Regions from separate parts of the Astyanax mexicanus genome. Here region 1 is linked to region 2. Evidence: chromatin contacts called from public Hi-C data. All regions are on one chromosome and are shown on one strand. The core of a region is the stretch at or near the end of the contact, and the rest is flanking DNA. Distances in the headings are between cores, read along the strand shown. Region 1 holds the start of cept1a (choline/ethanolamine phosphotransferase 1a). Region 2 holds the start of si:ch73-70k4.1.

Region 1 (6,081 bases), core at 244-2,743, 180 kb before region 2:
TACAGTTACAATATTAGCCTGTTACAATATTAGTCTGTAGCTAAATTATTAGTTCAAAGTTAGCATGTTAGCTTGTAGCTAATTTATTAAGTTTGCATTGAGCTTGTTAGCTTGTAGATATTTCAATAGTGCACTGTTGACATATTAGCTTGTAGTTAATTTATTGGTTTACAGTTACAATATTAGTCTGTAGCTAATTTATTAGTTCAAAGTTATCATGTTAGCTTTTAGCTAATTAATTAGTTACCAGTTATCATGTTAGCTTGTAGCTAATTCATTAGTACACCTTTACCATATACGCTTGTAGCTAATTCATTAATTTACAGTTACAATATTATCTTGTAGCTAATTTATTATTTTACAGTTAACATATCAACTTGTAGCTAATTTATTAGTTTACAGTTAACATATTAGTTTGTAGCTAATGTATTAGTTTACAGTTACAACATTAGTTTGTAACTAAATGTTCAGTTTGCATTTAGCTTGTTAGCTTGTAGAGAATTTATTAGTATACCGTTATCATATTAGCGTGAAGCTCTTTTATTTAATTAGTTTAACCTAACCTTACATTTGCCAACTTAGCTTAGTCATTTGTTTGTTTATCACAATAGCACAATCTCATAAACTGAAACATGATAACATAATATAAAAAAATAAAATAAAATACAGTAATAATAACATGAAATAAAATATGGCAAACACACAGTGTTCCTCTACGATGTAATATATAGATATGTTGCATTTGTATTAAATAAAAATGACAGTAAATTCAAATCATTAGTATAGTATATTATATACAATAATATCGTTTATCACAATAATTGCTTGGACAATTTAGTGTAATTATTTTTATATTTTTATATTTATTTTTTTAAATAATTTAGTAAGTTATCGTGACGGGAATAATCTAAAATATAACACATACTATTATTTAATCGAATTTATTTTGAAATAATAAAATTAGAGTCCATTTAGGGAGCTGTCAATGTGAGCTAGCTTGTTAAATCAGCATCATATAAATAAAATAATCAGGGAGCGTGTGTGTAAGTGTGCTATTAAATTACGTTAATAGTTTAAATTCTAGTTTAAAACGTTAAACCACGTTTTTACATTACAGGGTGGAAATACAGAGATAAACTACGAAGCTTGAGTTGTCTACCCAGTCCAATTCCCAGTTCCACCTTAAATCATACAGCAGTTTCATTCTGGAAGCTGATGCGTTACTACTGTATCTGCTGCACAATTTAAGGTGGAACGGACAATTCAACTGAGTTTCAGCTTCGAGCTAAACTGTCAGCTGTATTAGTTGATTGCATGTCAAATATAGAAGGAAATCGATCAAAATTATGATGTACCTGCAGATCAATGAGATGAGATCCTCTCCTATTAGAAATCTGGGTGATTATTTTAGTGTTAAACCCGTAAAAAAGGTCCACACGCGGTTCAGATCAGCAGCATGAAGAGGACGGAAGTAATCCACTCCCTGTGTGACAAAATAAAACTAAAACAGTCTAAACCATAATAAATAAAAAGGAAATCCGAATGTACTCTGGAAATGTTATTCTTACATACTAACTCTAAGTACTCGAATATTAAAAATATTTCCTTAAACTTTAATTAATAATTTGCATTCGTGATTTTACTACCATAGATTTCCATTCAACGAGATAAAATAAAAGTCCTCCACGTATGCTTCCACTTTTTCTTTCTGGATATGTAAAATAATAAAAATAAATACATGCGCACTAAATGTATATAACAAACACGTGTGCACAGAACTAATGCCGAAACTACAGTGTCTAACATTTTAATGAATAAACTATAATGTTAATTGAGTGTTAATCCTCTGTGTGTAAAACTGATGTCGTCCTTTAGATGGAGCTATAATACTGCTAAAAAAAACTGCTTACAGTAACAGTATCTCTCTCTCTCTCTCTCTCTCTCTGTCTTCACTCATTATGCTAATGAAAATGGTACAGAAATAAAACAAAATAATAAATGAAAAAGTAACTGAACAAACTAACATAGGTTAACTAAATATAAGAAGTATTTTTTATACTTAACTGCAAATCATTATCCTTCCATATCCATAATCCATGTCCATGCCATAATAATGCCACAACACTGCCTCCACCATGTTTCACAGAGGGTGTGTAATGCTTCAGATCACAAAGCCTTCCTTACTTTCCCTCTAATCCTAAGCTAATTGTGGCTTCCTCTGTCAATATTGTTTTTTAGATGTTTTTTCATCAGTCTGATTGGTCCATCCTGTTCCCATTGTTACCAGTGCTTTGAATTTTATTTCTAAGCAGTTTAACCTTTATGATCCAACCCATTTAGACTACAATTGGTAATTGTTCATTATCCATTAAGTCTACAGCAGTTTAGCCCAACCTATTCAGCCTACAGCAGTTAAGCACCACCCAATAGACTACAGAACTTCAGCAGAAGGTGAACACCTGCAAGTCGGACCTGCCGCAGTGTTAAATAGAACCACTGACAGCTGAGGCGGTATCGATTGGCAGGCCGGCGGGGCTCTCAGACTTCAGGGTGAAATGTCCCGGCAATGGGGGGCAGGAAGGGGCGGGTATTGATTAGCGAGTAGGAGATAAAGCCCTACCTGAGCGATCAATACAGAATGTCACTGTCTCATACAGTTACAGCTGTCTGTCAAGAGGGAAGGGGAGGAGGTGGAGTGATCACGGGCTACATTTATGTCATTGTACGTGTTTAAAGAACAGCCCAGAGCAGTTTAGACCCATCCATTGCACCTACATTTGTTAGTCCCAGCCATTTGGCCTACATTTTAGCCCCACCCATTCAGCATCTTATAGCAGTTTAGCACCACCCAACCAGTGTAGAGAACTTTAGACCCCACCTATTCAGCAGTATACAGCAGATTAACTCCACCCATTCAGCATTTTACAGCAGTTTAGCCCCATCCTATCAGCATTTAGAATTTAAGACCCCCACCCATTCTGCAGCTTACAGCAGTTTAGCCCCACCCAATCAGCAATTTACAGCAGTTTAACCCGACCCATTCAGCACCTTACAGCAGTTTAACCCCACCCATTCAGTGTATATAACTTAAGGCCCCACTCATTCTACCTAATGCAGTGGTTTAAGGTGGCATAGTAGGAGTGGTTTAGTTTGGTAAGTGGGTGTGGCCTACAATATGGAGGGACTTACTATAGTCCATTAACACAAACAGTGTGAGGTATCACCAGGACATTGCCCCGATCCGCTACTGGATGTAAACTTTATACTAAACAGAATATGTGTGGACAATCAGAAGCTGGGGGAGCAGGAACACTGTAGCATCACATGATTATCAAAGTCAGCAGTCTGGTGTGGGTGCATGCTGGGAATTGGAGTCTTTGTTGTGTAAATCAGAGTCCAGAGCAGGCAGACTGACAGCAGATATAGTTATCAGTGAGCTCTTGTTTACTGCGATGTTAGTATCTTGACCTCTAAAAGGCTTTTTATGACTATAATTAAATTAGTAATAATAGATATCTGTGAAGTGAATGTGAACTCAGACTTTGACCGTTTATTCATGCAGCATTAGCACTGCGGTTTAGCTTAGCGTGTGCTGGCACGCTGCCTGAAAAGGAGTCGAGCTGATTTCTCCTGATCATCTCAGCTCAGGGTAATCAAACCTGTGCCAGATTTGCCGCCGTCTGACTGAGTATGACATTCAAACATCTTGGCACGATGCATTAAACATGAAATGAGATGCTAATACTCACGATCGTTCCCGTTTGATATTTTGGGGCAAATGTCACCAGAGCAGGTGTAGCTCTGCGGGTGGTGCTCACTGATCCCCGGTATCAGGTTTATGACGGGATTTTAGAGCTGATGATTGAAGTGGGCAAGTTTGAGACGAAGGCTTACCCCTGGAGCTTAATATTAACACAGAAATATTTCATTTTCAGACTGAGACAACTGTACTCAATCTATAAAACAACAACTGGACACTGCTTTAACTATAACAGCATGACCAAACATTTTTTTTTCTTTTTTTCCCCCAGATTTTTCATCTTTTTGTAAAGATTGATCTGGAATTGGGCTTTGATTTCTGTCACACACTCTGTTTACATTAGATAAAGGCCCAATATTAATTACATGGAAGCACACAGACTGGCCTTTGCACCTAGTTGCATTCAAAATTGTGTCACAATGCATTTCATTATGCAATGCAAGTTCAGCCCAGCTAAAAATGTGTTGTTCCAAGAACATTCCTGGAGCATTAGATGTTGGTTCCCGGAAATAAAATGTTCCAGCCTGGTTGGCTTTACACTGGGAACATTTAAGGAACCTTGCAGTAACATTCTCCAAACCTTTACAATGAAAACATTTAGGAAACATTGCAGTAACGTAACCGTAACCTTTTTATTGAAAACATTTAGGGAATATTGCAATAACATTCTCCAAACCTTTACGATGAAAACATTTAGGAAACATTGCAGTAACGTAACCCTAATCTTTTTATTGAAAACATTTAGGGAATATTGCAATAACACTCTCCTAATCTTTACTTTAGAAACCGTTAGTAAATCTTACAGTAACTTTCTCCCAAACTTTACTTAAAAAAAACATTGTCCTAATCTTAACATTAAAAATCTTCAGAAAACCTTGCAGTAACATTCTTCAAACCTTCACAATGAAAACATTTAGGAAACATTGCAGTAATGTTATCCTAACCCTTTTGTTAAAAAAACATTTAGGGAACATTGCAGTAACATTCTACAAACCTTTACGATGAAAACATTTAGGGAACATTGCAGTAACGTTACCCTAACCTTTACAATGAAAACATTTAGGAAACATTGCAGTAATGTTATCCTAACCTTTTTATTGAAAACATTTAGGGAACATTGCAGTAATGTTATCCTAACCTTTTTATTGAAAACATTTAGGGAACATTGCAGTAACATTCTCCAAACCATTACAATGAAAACATTTAGGGAACATTGCAGTAACATTCTCCAAACCATTACAATGAAAACATTTAGGGAACATTGCAGTAATGTTATCCTAACCTTTTTTATTAAAAACATTTGGGGAACATTGCAGTAACATTCTCCTAATCTTTACTTTAGAAATAGTTAATAAATCTTGCAGTAACTTTCTCCCAACCTTTACAAAGAAAACATTTAAGGAACATTGCAGTAACATTCTCCAAACCATTACAATGAAAACATTTAGGGAACATTGCAGTAACGTTATCCAAACCTTTTTATTGAAAACATGTAGAGAACATTGCAATAACACTTTCCTAATCTTTACTTTAGAAACAGTTAGTAAATCTTGCAGTAACTTTCTCCCAACCTTTACTTAAAAAAATATTGTCCTAATCTTTACATTAAATATATTCAGAAAACCTTATTCACTTTTGGTCTATAATGTTCCAGTCACTTTTATATTTTGGTGTAAAGTAAGGTGCTGTAAACATATACAGTAAATACAGTATATATTATTATTTAGAACATATTATTTAAAAGTGTAGCCTATAACTTATATAACTTTAGAAATTTAATACAGAACCAGGTCTAATTCTTATTTAAAATACGATTTGATATATTTGTTGCTGCTTTCAATCAGAATTAAAGTGAACTAAAAAAAAAACATAATTGCTAAAATTATATTATATAATATTCACCTCCCAAATGTCTTTTTGCAATGGAATATACAACTAGATTACTACTTTTTTGAGTAAATAATTGACAAGTAAAATTTGCTAATCATGCACCTTATACCATGCATGCTGTACAAGTGTTGCTAAAAGATGTCCAATCCTCTGTGTGTCTATGTGTGTGTGTGTGTGTGTGTGTGGGTGGGTGACTTTGTAATCATCAGCATTAGAGAATCTGCCTCGAGTTCAGGGCTGATCTGAAAAAGGAAGGTAAATAAATAAATAAATAAATAAGGGGGTCTGAAACTCAGACGCTTTGTTGGGGGATCAGTGCGTTGACTCGCTGCTGCCCCCTCTGGGTCCAGACTTCAAAGGACGGGCGTTTGAATTTTTAATCCCTTGTCCCATCGCTTGGCCTGAGGCGGCGCAACCGGCGCAAAATCTGC
Region 2 (5,922 bases), core at 1,221-3,720:
GCCATTAAAATAGCAATTTGCCAAAGTCAGAGCACACCTGGCTTTTAAAGGAAAAAGTGATTGTTTTTTTTTCACGTCACACCCAAAACACACCCATGATTATTTAAGAGAATTAGTGCATGCCTTTTGCGCATTTTGATCAGCGCAAGGCGTACTTTTCCCTTCGTTACGATAGCAAAGATACACTGATGCCTTAAATCAAACAGGTTTACATCAGTAAACATACTTTGAACAGTTTCAGTACAGTTTCAATACACCACCACTAGGGGCGCTACAGAAGGTGAGTTTAGAAAGCATCAAAAGACTGGTAGGCCAAGAAATCTTAAATCTCAAACCCCCACTCTGAATGACTTCTTCTCGCACACTGAATTATGAAAAGAAATGTATCAAATTTGAAGAGAATTTTAGGAAAATTGTAGTGTTTTTGCAAGGATTTGTTTTACACATGTATCCAGTTCTGAAACCTAAGCATCACAGATTTTTCAGCGTATTTTGGCTATTTTTTTTTTAATCAAAGATTAACAATAAACAAAATGTTCTGTTCTTCCTCTCTCTCCTTCTTGCTCGCTCACCCCTCATTCGCTCTGGGCCATGGTGCCACAAGAGCTTTCGGGAGGGTGTTTTGTGCCCGGCTATTTTTACATCTTCCATCTCGTAACCATGACAACGGAGCACAACACACATCCTAATGACATAAGCATTCTTTCCTGGACTCGTTCTTTCTCTCTCTCTCTCAGTCTCTCGCCCCGTGCTCTCCCAGTGGCTGGGGAAGCTCAGTGTCGGCTGAAGAAACTCCTGGAATTCTCGTTCAGCGAGTGCCGGGCGTCCAGCTCTGTGGTCATCCCCTCTGGGGGAGGGCTGAGGCTCCTTCCTAACGAATCGTTTTTTTTCAGGTGCCCACCCTGCGTTCCTTTTTTTCTGTTTTTTCTTTTTTTCCTTTCATCTGAATTTCACCATCACACACTCCTGATGTGCATGTGTGTGTGTGTGTGAGCGCATGCAGATGTGTGACGTACTCAGAAAAACAACATGCTGAATTCAAATTAAAGAAACATGTTTACGTCATCTGCGTACAGACTCGGTCGTAGCAGAAAACGTGCAGATTATTATGGAGAAAAGTGCATTGTCGTGCAGATGGTCTTGTTTTCTATAATCTAACAGGTGGTTTCCATGCTGTTGCTAGGTGGTTATTATAGTGTTTCTAAGCTGTTGCTAAGTGGTTGCTATGGTATTACATGTGTATGTAATGGAGTTGCTGAGTAAAACAGATGAGGTGGGGATGACGAAGATATGCATCTAGCTACAATTGGTCTTTCCAGCAGGGGTGTCAGAAGCATTTTTCCCAAGCCTGTTTTTATTCCTCCATGTGCCCCTAAAACACATAGCCTTGTTGTCACCTGTAGTAATTTATTACACTATCCCCTTGTTATCTTCCCCAGGTGTTCCCAGCCTCCTTGACTATATATATTTTTGTCTGGTCTTTTGTGTGCTTTGTGAGGTTTTGAGTGTTGTTTGTGCTTCTTGTCTGATCATGGTTGTTGTTCTTTTCTTAGTGTTCTGTTTTGCTTTTTTAGTTTAGTCTTCTTAGTGTAGTTCATCTCTGTTTGTTTTTTTCAGTCTAGTTTTTACAGGTTGGTTTATTTGGTTTTGTGTTACCCTACTTATATTTGTTTTATGTTTTCTTCTTTTAGTTTACTTTTTTTTTTTTACTTTTTTATTTAAATAAATCTGTGCACTATAATAGATGTAGCTGATGCTATAGCCTGAATTAGGCTACATAAATATTCACAAAACGGGGAATCAATAAATATAATCAGAGTGGACTCAGTCTAAATCAATGATAGTTTTTGTATAATCACTGATCATTTGGATGAAATTATAGCTAACATTAAGCTAGCTAATAGATATCCTAACACCGACTAGCCAGCTAACTGCACTAACATTCCCATTGGGGAAAAATGCTCTATAAAGAAATTCTGGTGTACTTTTAATTTCTTTGGAGCGTTGCTGTTCAGTGAAAAACAAATACCTCCATTTTTGTTGATGTGTAGTTTACCACACCGTTTGAACACACAACCTGTTTTTTACACTGTGCCATTTTTTTTTGATAAACAGACCAAGAGAAATATTTCAAAATGACCAAAAATAAACTGTTTACTGTAATTGAAAATTTAGACGTTTTTATTCCTCTCTCCTGTAAAGTTGCTTTTTTGGAGATACTTGTTTTTCATTGGACAGCGACGAAATATTGCAAACAACTGGTCATCAACAAAGAATAACTTACTGGTACTGTTAAAAATATACAATTATACTCGTTACTTTTTTATAGAGCACCTGTACTTTTACTTTGGGTCTCTAGTACTTTATATTGAAATAAAGTAACTTTTCAATGATATTCAATTTTTTTTAGATGCACTAGTAAGTTACATCTCTGCCCCCACTACAACTTTAGCAGAAGCTGCGCAAAGCGTGCGCAGCATTGACGCGCTTCTCCTGCTCTCACTCCGTGTAAGGGAAGTAAATGGGGTGGATTTTGGCGGGGTGATCTGTGAGAGTGAGCAGTAACGTTAAAGATGTCCAAACTGAAAAGAAAGAGAGTGAGTGTAGCGGAGGAGAGCAAACCTGAGGGAAAGCCAGAGATACGAAATATTTTTCAGTCTCTGCGCAATCCTGGCGGCACGTCCTCCAGCAAGAGCTGGTAAGATTAAAGTTAAAATGAGAACAAACAGTAAATAAGAGAAAACAGTAACAGAGAGATATGGGGAAGGTGCGCACCTGTTTTTACCTTTAAAGCGCAATAAAAGTATGTTTATATTCACTAACTGTAAATTTACTGATTGAAGTTAGCTTCTTGTTGGAACTCTCCGTTCCACCTTAAATGGTGCAGCAGTTTGGACTTAAGTTAGTTGCTTTCCGAATGTAACTGCGGTGCCATTTAAGGTGGAACGTAGAGTTCCAACAAGAAGCTGGTGTATAAGAAGCAATGAAACCAATGAAATTGTTTACCCTTAAATGATAAATACTCCACAAACCAATGAGTGTCTATATGTTTTCATTTTAATTAGTTTTATCCATAATTATTATTTTCATTTTATATTGACTGTACCAGTCAAATGTCTGGGCACACTCTCATTCAACGTGTTTTCTTTCTTTCTTTTATTTATTTATTTTTTTTTTAGATTAGAAAATGTTGTTTTTTTTAGATTGTAAATGTAAAATATTGAAGACATTAAAGTGTGACAAAAATATTGTCATTTAGAGCATTTATTTGCAGAAAATGAGAGATGGCTGAAAAAACAAAAATGTTGCAGAGCTTTCAGACCTCAAATAAAGCAAAGTTTTAGGAGTTAAGAAATCAATATTTGGAGTAAAAACCCTGGTTTTTAAATCACAGTTTTTATGCCTATTGGCATGTTCTCCTCCACCAGTCTTACACACTGCTTTTGGAGAACTTTATGCCTGCACACTTGGTGCAAAAATTCAAGCAGTTCACTTTGGTTTGATGGCTTGTGATCATCCATCTTCCTCTTGATTATATTCCAGAGGTTAAAAAAATTGTAAATTCAAATAAATGAATCATTTTAAGTGGTCTCTTATTTTTTCCCCCAGAGCTGTATATATACACACGGTTTAAATATTTTTATTTTGTATTTTTTTTTTTAGCTAAAACACACACAAAAAAAAAAACACAAGCAGATTTTTTTTTCTGAACAAATCTCTAAACACTGTATAATTTTCCTACATTATTGGAGGAGCTAGCCATGTCACTAGCAATGTTGTTCAGGGCAATTCACATTTAAACACTCATGTCAATATATGATCTATATCTGAGAGCTAGGTTTGAAGCACATGGCATGCTACATAAAATATAATAAATTAAGAGCATCCCTATGTTGCCATATTAATGTCATTAGTGATTTTATGTGGCAAATTGTGGTCAAACTAAACTAGGCATGCCTGTTTTTTTATTTAAAACTTACAAATTGCTAAAACACAAGCAGAATTTCCTAAACAAACACACTTTGTAATATTGACTGAAATTTGTACATGGTTGAAATTGTTACTATTAGCCATTAATATTGCTAATATCACAGCATTAGCTTTACTAAACAATTAAAACATCATAATTCAAAACAAATACAAAAAATCATTCTGAATGAAAAGCTGCAGTGTATACCATGGCTGCAGCATTTTCCTAAGTGTCTTTATAAGCATAAAGCATGGCATAATGGACCCTGTTATGTCGATGCTTTTAGTCAGGCAAATTGCATGATTCTGTATGTTTATTTAGAATCTTTCCTCTATTACTGCTTCATTAAATATGCATTAGGCCATTCATAAAATAAAGTAAATGGATTTGGTAACCTGAGGCAACGTCCTGCAATAGAGGCTGCGTCAGAAAATGTGTATATGATAAAAAGTGGCCAGTGCTTATGTTATGTTTATTAAATAATAAATGTTATGTTTAATGCTTTGGCTCTTCCTGTGTTGAAGCTCCAGTGCTGGACATAGAGGTGATGGAGGTGAGCCATGGTGGGCTGCAACTGAACTAACAGCAGAGGAGAAGATCTGGATGACCCTGCAGGGCTTCTGTCCTGAAGCGTTCAGCTCTCCTGCATCAGTGTATTGTGTTCCAGAGCTGCCGCAGTTGCCTGAGGTACAGTTTTGGACCTCTTCAGTGCGCCTCACTGATACTGATGGTGTAGTAGAGAAAACTGTGTTCACAAGGACTTTTGGAACTGGTGTCTTTCCAATTACTTTCTGACCTAGCTTCCACATCCCTGTTACGCTCTGATCTCACTCCTGCATCCTTGTTACGCTCTTACCTAACTCCCGCATCCCTGTTACGCTGTGACCTCACTTTCGCATCCCTGTTACGCTCTGACCTCACTCCTGCATCTCTGTTACGCTCTTACCTCAGTCCTGCATCCCTGTTACGCTCTGACCTCACTCCTAAATCTCTGTTACACTTTGACCTTGCTTCTGCATCCCAGTTACACTCTGACCTCAGTCCTGCATCCCTGTTACTGTCTGATCTCGCTTCTGCATCCCTGTTACGGTCTAACCTCACTCCTGCATCCCTGTTACGCTCTGACCTCAGTCCTGCATCCCTGTTACGCTTTTACCTCAGTCCTGCATCCCTGTTACTGTCTGATCTCGCTTCTGCATCCCTGTAACGCTCTTACCTCAGTCCTGCTTCCCTGTTACGCTCTAACCTCACTCTCACATCCTTGTTACTGTCTGACCTCATTCCTGCATCCCTGTTATGCTGTGACCTCAGTCCTGCATTCCTGTTACGCTCCTACCTCAGTCCTGCTTCCCTGTTACGCTCTTACTTTAGTCCTGCATCCCTGTTACACTCTTACTTTAGTCCTGCATCCCTGTTACGCTCTTAGCTCACTCCTGCATCACTGTTACGCTCTGACCTCACTCCTGCATCCCTGTTACTGTCTGACCTCACTTCCACATCCCTGTTACGGTCTATCCTCACTCCTGCATCCCTGTTACTGTCTGACCTTACTTTTGCATCCCTGTTACGCTCTGACCTCACTCCTGCATCCCTCCTACGCTCTGACCTCGCTCCTGCTACGCTCTTACTTCACTCCCGCATCCCTGTTACTGTCTGACCTCGCTCCCACATCCCTGTTACGCTCTTACCTCAGTCCTGCATCCCTGTTATGCTCTGATCTTGCTCCCAGTACACCTCATATCATGCAGCACTAATCTTTGGAGACACTAACTGTAGGTCATAGCCATTATTTTTAAATAGATGTTATTAAACTCATTAACTAAAGAGATTAACTGAAGAGTAATAAATTAATTGTCACTTTTTTGTTAATGTCTGTGTCTATTCAGCAACTCCAACTGGAGAATCTGGTGAGGTAGATCATTGTCTCTGTGTTGGGAGGTTTTTACTGGTTT

What was found. Hi-C and Micro-C count contacts between places; a contact is called where the count stands out from the background.
Region 1: a contact with region 2 is called in a Hi-C map of muscle, with 9 times the contacts expected there. The contact joins the promoter of cept1a here to the promoter of si:ch73-70k4.1 in region 2. A contact is called at or near these places in 2 of 3 Hi-C or Micro-C datasets (both in muscle).

The regions. Positions count from the first base shown.
Region 1 is chr12:8,239,351-8,245,431 of AstMex3_surface, reverse strand. It overlaps cept1a (choline/ethanolamine phosphotransferase 1a), which reads right to left and starts at 1,493. Exons shown (of 9, transcript XM_007236944.4): 1 at 1,356-1,493.
Region 2 is chr12:8,060,371-8,066,292 of AstMex3_surface, reverse strand. si:ch73-70k4.1 reads left to right here and starts at 2,470. Exons shown (of 4, transcript XM_007236940.4): 1 at 2,470-2,698; 2 at 4,495-4,657. The coding sequence starts at 2,574.